Regions from separate parts of the Anas platyrhynchos genome. Here region 1 is linked to region 2. A link is a contact called in public Hi-C data. All regions are on one chromosome and are shown on one strand. Each heading gives the region's core, a stretch centred on a gene start, on an enhancer-like site or on the middle of the called end of the contact. The rest is flanking DNA. Distances are from core to core; before and after follow the strand shown. Region 1 overlaps DOCK4 (dedicator of cytokinesis 4). Region 2 has its middle 18 kb from the start of LSMEM1.

Region 1 (4,774 bases), core at 1,474-3,973, 370 kb before region 2:
ATAAGTGATGCAATAGGTTCAAGTTCCAAGAGCACTTGACACTTGGATTAAGTGACTATAGATAAGATTTAGAAGCTTTGCTTTTGTCACTCAGAACAGCAGCAAATATGCGTAAATCCTGCCTGCTTCAATTCAGGAGCTGAGCAGGGGTAAGCACTTAGCTCCTGACAGCGCTGCAAACTGCTCCTGTCGGCGGTGAGTAACAGTCTAGACACCCAAAGTGTCTGGAAACTCATGGATGCCTGAAGCGAGATCCAGCAACTCTCACAAGTATTCTGGGCCAACATTCCTCTCCTCCCAGGTGGCATTCATTCCAGAGTTTGGCTGTAAAATGCTTAAATTCTGTCTGGGCCTTTAGAAGAAAAGGTTAGGATGAGCTTGAGATACCCCTAAGAACCAGCTGTACTGATTCAATTGAAGAATGCAGGCCGTCGCTCGCCTTTTGTACAACACCCTAATGCTCTGACACGCTTCCTCGTAAGCAGCTAGTGCAAAATCTGGCATCAGCACTCACTTCAGCAGAAGTGTACCATGGCAATGGGACTATGGGCACTTGACGTCAAGCAAAATCACTCTGTGTTGAACCTGGTCCACTTTGCAGCAACACAAGCGGAGAAGTAACAGGCTCATGGGACAGTAGGCAGAAAAACGACTGCAGACTTGTGGTTAGGGACCTCAAGGGAAAGGAGGCATTTTTGGGGTGCCGCTTCCCTTGCCCCCAGGAGATGCGCACCCTCTGATTTGCTCTCCTTCTAGGTTGCTGACCCCCGTAATTGCAACTGCACAATTATCTCAGCTTCAATGGGTTGGCAGAGTTTATCCCTGAGAGTAATGTTGTGCAGTCTGTCAGCAGCGGGGTTTTCATGAACTGTGCACAGGCTGCGTGTTCATGTTCTCCGGTGCCATGGGAGACAGATTTCCTGGTCAGGCTTTCTAACCAATAAGCTGTTGCACAACAAATGGGTACCAATATCTTCAAATATCTTGAAACAGAAATGAAACCTGCTCAGTTTAGCCCCTGTTGCTATGGGCGCCCAGCTTCCACAGAAGAACCAATGCTTATTCACAGGCTGTGCCTAGTGTTTCCTACTGACAAGCTTCAAACTCCTTCCAACTTCTCACACAGCCTCCCTGGACAGCTCTGCAGAGGTACTGGGTGTTAAAATTGCTGGATCAGAGATTAACACCCTTAACGCAACAGCTCTGGATGCTGGAGGAGTGAAAGGAATGGGCTGCACAACAGTGTCTCCTTAACTGGCATCTCCTTTTGCCACTGCTGGAGACAGCATTCTGGACTACCTGGCACTTCTTACATTTATTTCTTACACTCCATTTTGTCCACTGACTCAGGTGAGCTTGATTGCACATGTTAGTGAGAAGTCTGATACTGACACACTACAGAGCCTGAAGGTTATGTTTCTTACCTGCAGTTTTGAAAATCTTCAGACCTGCTATGATAGGACTACTTACTTTTTGGATTTTGAATAGGCATATGATAATGAACTAAATATATATAATTCAGTATAATGAATTAAAGATGTAATCCCAAATAACATATTTAATGTATATGATATACCTCACAACACCTACAGTCATTCCCACAAAGGAAATTCACTTGCAAAAAGACAATACCTTCATTGGTGATCTGCCAGCAGGAGAAGGGGAAACAGTGGCTATGTGCCTTGCTGGTGATGCTGTAAAGTCAGAAAGATTTCAATGCAGTCAGCATTACAACTTTACAATTTTCATTAAGAAATCTTTTTAAATAGATAAGAGATCATTCTACATACAAACATTATCTCTGGTTCCCTCTATGTATTTGCTCAATAGTTGCAAATAGTCTTAGAGATACTGTTTATATTTTTTTTTTTCAGGATTATCTTGCCATATAACCAATAAAGTACAAGAAATTTCTGCATCCATCTTTTATTTTATACCACTTTAAATTGGTTTACATCCTGCCAAATAATACAGGACTCAAATTAAGTCAGTATTTTCTTCTCTCCTTTTCCCATCTTCCTTTTTTTTTTTTTCTTAAGAACTATGTTCTGTATTTTTAAGTAAGAAAAAACACCATATAAAATGTACTTACTTTGAGGCATAAGGCTAAAACTCCAAAAAGTTTCCACCCCCTTGAGAGCAATTATATTTCTAATACCACTTAAGAAGTCTTTTCTTTAAATGGAAATTAGTCTTTTGAAGGGCAAATTGGTTATAGGAACAGAACTCACGTACTTTCATGATTGCTGTGCATGTGGTAAGATTCTTTTTCTTTAATGATCATTTCCGATTGCTAACCTCTAATTATCATAAGATCAAAAGATTAAATTTGATCATCCTCCCTAGTTACCAGAATGAACTGTCTGAAACTACACAGTCATTAAATGAAGAGGCAGAGTACTAGAAACAGAATGCTACAAAGAAGCCTAATGAGATGAAAATACTTGAAGTTCTACAGCCTTCTATGTAAGTAATCAAATAATAAACTAACGTGCCCAAGAAGTTAAATGTTAGTCAGAGCGGAAAGAATCTAAGCACTCAAATAAATCATTTTTTAACTGGAGCTTAGCCTGAGATGTCCATTAACTCACCAGTCTGTGCAGGTCTGGGTGGTACAGGAGGAGATATAAGCTTTCCACTCTCTGATGTGTTTCTGGCTTCTTTCCCACTGTCCAGGCTCCAGCTGCTGGGAGTGGTGTTTACAGCTGGAAGAGAATGCAAAAGCTGACACAGGCAGCACCACTTTTAGCTGTCACATTCAAGCTCTCTTACTTGCCTTTCTCTGCGAGGGTACAAACATGTAGAGTGAAAATGTTAAACAACTGTAACAGGATGCCTGAAAAGCTCTCGTGGTTGCATCATCATTTGAAAGGCTCTTCAGTAAAGCCTGTCAGTCTCCTGCTTTGCCTGACATACGCATCTGGCCCTTGGGTCAGTTTGAGATTGTATAGCAGTTTGGACCACCAATGACAGCAGCAGCTGATACAGCACTCTGGTGTACTGCAAATCTCCCACAAAGGGGAGCTTTGAAGCCTGTTAATATCATCAGTTTATCTTTGCACCAGACTCCTATTTAAAGGTTTCTAGGTGTAAGAGAACAGCCTATTCACAAACTGTTTCCATTAACTCATTTTATATGCAGAAGGGACTAGAGAAAGGAACTCACCAAATTCCAATCAAGATCCCTCAGAAAGCTTTCAGTGCTAATTGTCTTTTGTTGCCTGCATAGGCTATGAACTCAGAAGTGAAAGAAGATGGAAAGAAGGGCGCAAAATGGAGGGAGTGAAGAGGGGAAGAAATGTAAAAGTGTTTGAACAAAATCAAATTAAAATATTATGGATTAACACAATTTATACACACTGTCTTTATCTGTGGTCCAGGGGCCTGCAAATTGACTATCACCTGGACATGTATAAAATTGGCCGTTGTATTATCTGTGTTACTTTTACCAAATTCCATGTCTCTAATTGAATGATCCCCATAAAGTTTGGAACAACTTAATAATGGAACTGGATTATTTCTTGTTATCATAGAGCCACTGCTATTGGAAAGAGTAAGACAGACACAAAGGTCATTTAACATGCACAGGACACAAATGAACGAAAAATTTCCAATTTTTCTTACACATCCTATAAACGGTGAACAAGCTGCTTCCAAAGAAAACAAACAAACAAAAAATGAGACAAACAAACAAACTAACAGAGGTGAAGAATACCTGACAGCTTTAAAACCTCAAACCTCTTCCACCAAGTTAAAAGTTTTTCAGGAAGTAACATGAGCTTATGCCTTGCATGACAGTTTCCTTCTTGTCTGCTAGTGTCACACTTGTGAGGAACCACATGGAAGAACTTCATGCTCATTTAATAAGATGGTGTGGAAAGCAAAGTGCTGCTGCTGAATGCTAATTCATGTTAGCAATTATTGCTATTGTAGAAGCAACGAGGGCTTTCAGACGGACTGGAATTATGCTATACTGGCCTATACCAGATTTAACACAAAAAAAACATTTTATATATATATATATATATATATATATAATATATATATATTATTTGTACCATATCTGTAACAATATTGTTACAGCATAATTGTACATCAGTTGACCCTGAGAATAGCGCACAGAATAATCTGTTTTCTAGAGGATCATTTTGCCTTTTTATTGCCAGAGTATGCAATTCACTGTTTGCTTTTTATCGTAGGCTGTCACCTAGCAGCATGGTTTTGCCCTCATCCTAAAAATGACTTGGCACCAGGCCTGGGTACTTCAAATGCCTGAATCTCTTGAGAAGCCAATTTTTTTCCTTTTAAGTTACCCTAGTAGTCAATTCTTTGGACTGCTAAAAAGTCTCCTGGAGAGAATACTTTATTTTAGCAATTTTGTAATGTACTTGGCTGCATAGACCAATGGAAAAGTTTTGACATTTTCATGTTATTTCATGTCTTTCACTCCTATGAAAAATTCCACTCTTCATTTTACACCAAAACTTGGACACACGAATATTTATAAAAATCAACTCTTACTGATGAAAATCTGATTCTCCGTCAGTTCTTGTTTACAGTATGCTCTTGAAATGTTAGCTTTTAATACATCTATTTTATTGTAGCCTTTATTCATTGTGCAACAAAGGGTAGCACAATGAAATTATGGAGCACAAAATGCATAAAGAGCACATAACAAAATCTTGGCAAAACAACTGTGCCAATAATATTGAATTTCCCCATGTGAAAAATTATAGAAGGCAATATTGTTTATTGAAATTCATAGGTTTCTTTC
Region 2 (4,491 bases), core at 1,256-3,755:
ATACAACATCTATTCTCTAGTGTGCATTCAGTTTTGATCTGGAAAAAGAGAGTTGTCAAAGCTTCAATAGGCAGGAGTAACATTCGCTATTACTACTGATTTAGGTAGAAGGTTTCACATGCTTTGTTCATCAGTAACAATACAAAGCTGAACATGGGTGAAAAATAATAATGATGTGTGTACTCTGAATCTGGAAGCAGAAGAGAAAATTCCAGGAGTGGTAAAAGGCTGGTCACAAGTTTTGTTAGACCACATGTTCTCAAAGGTGATGTGCTTTGTATTGTACACAACCCTAACTATTCAGAAACATTAAATGCAGTGTCAATGTATTTGCAAAATGAACACGGTGTAACAATGTTCAACAAAGCAGAAGGAGAACTGTCAGAATTAGAATTATCTGAAGAACAAAAATCCTGTTTCATGGGGTTTTTAAGATTTTGAAGATCCAATATTTATTTTCAGTCCACCAAAGCATAACATTGTAAAATTATACATGAAGTTGCCTGCAAATATCCATTTGCATATCAGAAATCTCAGGTTTTCTTATTCCTTTCACCCTGTCTGACTGGAATTTCTGTTCAGAGATTCAGAACCTTCCCTATTGGAAATATTATCAGAGCAACATGCTCCAAAAAGCCTTAGTATTTTGAAAATGTTTATTTTGACAAATAGAATTGCAAAATGTTTTTAATTAGAACTCTGATTAAGCAACACCTACATAAAACAAATGCCGAATAACAACTACAAAATGAATTCATGTTTTGACTCATAACTGAAAATCATCTGTCCAAGATGTTTAACTTGACCTTCTTATAAGTTGCTGGTTTAATTTTTATTGGAAGATGCTGGTGAATAATAAAAGTTGGACCAAATCCTTAGCTTGTAGCTCTGTGCTACTGGGATTAAAGAAACTGTTCTCTTCAATTGAGAAAAAAGCACATTCAGTCCATTACATGTTACTGTTCTTATTTTCCTGATAGATTAACAAGAATACTGAGATTTAAAGAGAAGAACAGAGGGGATGAATGTACTGTGTCTTCCTCTGGGATACATAAAAACTAGCAACACCATGGCCAAAGAGCTTACTCTTATTTGAGAACTTGATCAATCTTAGAATTCAATAAAAGGTTTTTATAGACTCTGTTTTCTATCCTTTCTCTTGTTTCTGGGCCACATTGCAGCAATTGAAATGCTGTCCACGAGGCACTGATGAGCCAGCAAAACCCCTGAATGGTAATGAGAAGCGTCCAGTGGAAACAGGCTCAGCACAGTGCTGCTGCTAATTTATCAATGTGAGGCAAACCGACTTACACAAGAGGGTGAAAGGACAATTTAAAAATCTATCACCTGCCAATTTAAGAATCTATTAATAATTATGGGTTTGTTTTTCATGTTCTGCACTGCTCATTTAATCTCAATATCTTCTGCACCACGTAACTGACTTTGGAAAATATTGCTTGTCTACAAGGTGACATCAAATTTTCAAATTCAGACACTCTGCTCCTCTGCAAGAGCTTGTGGCTGATTAATTAACTCCTAACTATTACTGAATGCTCTATTTTTTATTTATTTATTTTTTTCCCCTTAAGGGAACACTGAAGCATTTTCATCAGAAAACCTCCCTCTGGGTTCTCATAATCATATGGGTAGATACGAGGGTTATTTTTAATTGATATTTCAACAGCAAGCGTGACAAGGATTCTAGCTCTTTTTATGCATCGTCAGTGACCAACTGACTTTGCATCCTGGAGCAAGTTAAATAACTAGATAATGAGGGAAAAAGCTTGGTACCTGTAAACTAATAGTAACAAAGAGAACTTCCTAATATTATTTTAATAGGATTTTAGATGTAGGTGGCTTATTTATTTATTTATTTGAATAGTATCAACCAATCTGTTCGCTGTGGTAGGGAAGGAAAGTTTTCTTAAGACTGCTTCTTGCACAACCTAACCTGTAGTTTTATTGTGCCTGGTTTACCTCATCTGCTGCTTATCTCGTACAAAAACCTCAGGCAGGAGGGCCCACAGGGCCGTGATGCCACTGGCAGCGACTGAGTCAGCTTGTCCAAGTGTACGGGCAGCAGATGACATGCACTAAACTGATTCAGCAGCTATAAATAAGCACTGACTGACTCATTTAGGTCTTTTCCGTGAGGAAGAGTGATCACAGCAAAAAATCGGGATAAGCTGACAAGAAAGCCACCTGAATCTCCGAGATGTTGCTTCATAATGTTTTGTATCTGCCCTACCAAACGCCCTCCTGTCCCTGAGCACTCTCTTTAAGGTCTTTCCTCAAATGCTTCTTACAGAGAGGAGACCAGGGCAGGAGGGTCTGCATCTCTTGGCAGACAACAGCGGATATGTCAGGGGCTGGCTAACGTGAGGGGAAAGCTGTGGGTGTGAGGGAAGGCGGTGGGCTTGAGGCAAAGACAGGGTCTGCCACCGGCTGCCCTCGTCCTGCCGGGCCCTCAGGGCACCGCCAGCCTCCCGCCGCCTCTCGCTGCCGCAGGGCGACCCCTGGTGGCCATTTCGGAGCAGCCCGGCGGGGCTGAGCCGAGCCCGGCGGCAGGGGGAGCCCGGCGAGGGAAAATGGCGGCGGGGCCGGGTGGCGGGGCTGAGGGGCGCCTCAGAGCGTGGCGCTGACCGCGGGCTGGGGAGGAGTGAGGGCAATTTTCAGCCGGGTAATCCCAGCGTGGAGCCAGGCACTCGGCCGGCCGCCAGGGCACGGCCACGGCGAGGCTGCAGGCGCCGATAGGATGGCGGCGAAATGTCGGGTGCGAGGAGGAATGAAACGCCTCTGTGCGCCTGAGCCGAAAGGGCACTGCTGGCTGGTGGCTGCTGCCAGGCAGCGACGGCTTTCCTTCAGTGACTCTTTTTTTTATTTTTTTTTTCCCTTCCAAGGGCAGCCACAATGCCTTTTTAATAAGTTTTTAGATGCTTGCTGCTATCATTTCCATGGAAATTGTCAAGTCATCTCCTTGCCGGGCTTGGAGAAAGAGCAAGGAGTTTTGGCAAAAGTTCAGCAGATCAAAAACATTAGCTTAAAAATTAAAAGAGGGAAATGTGAATATAAGAAAAACAAATTTGTGAGTATTTTGCAATCTGGTCAGCACTGACTTTGTTACCCCAGATAACTGAAGCAACTCTGCTGCATCCTACAGCAGCATACCTAGGGGCTCATGAGCAAGTCTAAGAAGGAATTCAGCAGCTCAATGCATCTTTTCAAATGTCCCTGCACTTTTATACGTCCCTTTTCACTGCCAACATGGTCACTTTGGGCAGATCAGCGGGCTGTGTGAGGGAAAGGGCTTGTGGTGAACCCAAAGGAAGGGCAGCTGTGCCCGGGCGAGGCAAGGCAGGGGCCCATGGCTTTGGGGAGCTGGGGGCAGCTCTGCAGTGCATGGGTCCGGCTGCTGCCTTGGTTGCTGCTGTTGAACAGTGTAGGCTGCCTCATAGAGCCTTGAAGGGGGAGTGTTTTCTGACCAAAGTTTGGCTGGGGTCCCCTGGTCTGTTCGGCGTCTTTTTTTCCTTCCTTCAGATCTGTGGTAAAATGTTTTGCCACTGATTAGACTGGCCACGTGCACACAAATGGAAAACACAACTAAATCTATTAGACAACCACTGACATGGACACACACACTTAAGTCATTACTTTGACAAGGTGATAGGCGTATCCATTGATTTGGGGAGATGTAGACCCTCTTGATTATAATGCAAGGTGCAATTATGTATCAGTGATCTATCCACTCATTTTGAGATGGAGAATTTCTTATGCCACTTAACCCTTCACAATACCCTTTACAGCTAGTGAAGATAAAGCCATTTCTTTCAATAAAGATCCTTCAAGAAGCTATTATGTTTTATAGACCATCATTTCCCTTGCTATAAGAATCTAGGATTCATAATTCGAGTTTCTGTCATCTCACTGAAATAACTACATCAGTTTTTCCCCATATTAGGTTATTATACAGAAACTGCCATCCCAAAGTAGCCATCAAACTTCTTTCTGCTTTTTCTAGGAGCAGTCAAACACCCCAGGGTGTACTGGGTCCATGCACATGGGTCAGACCTCTCACCACGGAGAGATCCTAGTCTCCTGTGTACTTGGATTCCTTCTGGGGTACCTCTGTTCAGCAGTCCCAGAATAGCTGTCCACTTGCTGTTTGCTCTGCGTGATCATAACCTGTTGTAGTTTAAAGCATTTCAAGACAAACTCATTTGTCTCATTAAAGCTGTCATTCAGATATATATGAAATTTTGACTGATATTTATTAATTTAGCTATTTGTCATGGCAGAAAGAGAAGCATATTATTTCTGACAAATATCATAATTCTGTGCATCTTAGGACAAAGTCCGTTTACAGGACTGCAGCTTTCACATTTTTAGTACCACAACTATATTACACAGGCAAGGGAAACACACCTTCCCAAACAGTCAATATAGTTTCCTCCTCTTTACTTAGGAATATCAAACACTAATACGATTACCTAG

Evidence for each region. Hi-C and Micro-C count contacts between places; a contact is called where the count stands out from the background.
Region 1: a contact with region 2 is called in a Hi-C map of subcutaneous adipose tissue, with 2.3 times the contacts expected there. The contact joins two enhancer-like sites. A contact is called at or near these places in 2 of 8 Hi-C or Micro-C datasets (F5 follicle and subcutaneous adipose tissue).

The regions. Positions count from the first base shown.
Region 1 is chr1:28,932,515-28,937,288 of IASCAAS_PekinDuck_T2T, reverse strand. DOCK4 (dedicator of cytokinesis 4) reads right to left here. Exons shown (of 51, transcript XM_038185208.2): 49 at 2,592-2,705; 50 at 1,633-1,694. Among named protein-coding and RNA genes, the nearest start is that of IMMP2L, 28 kb to the left of the region's middle. Within about 2 kb of position 2,723, at least 1 of the 8 cell types and tissues checked has an H3K27ac peak or open chromatin away from gene starts, as enhancers often do. A contact at or near this core is called in subcutaneous adipose tissue, where this site is marked.
Region 2 is chr1:28,565,190-28,569,680 of IASCAAS_PekinDuck_T2T, reverse strand. No RefSeq gene overlaps it. Among named protein-coding and RNA genes, the nearest start is that of LSMEM1, 18 kb to the left of the region's middle. Within about 2 kb of position 2,505, at least 6 of the 8 cell types and tissues checked have an H3K27ac peak or open chromatin away from gene starts, as enhancers often do. A contact at or near this core is called in subcutaneous adipose tissue, where this site is marked.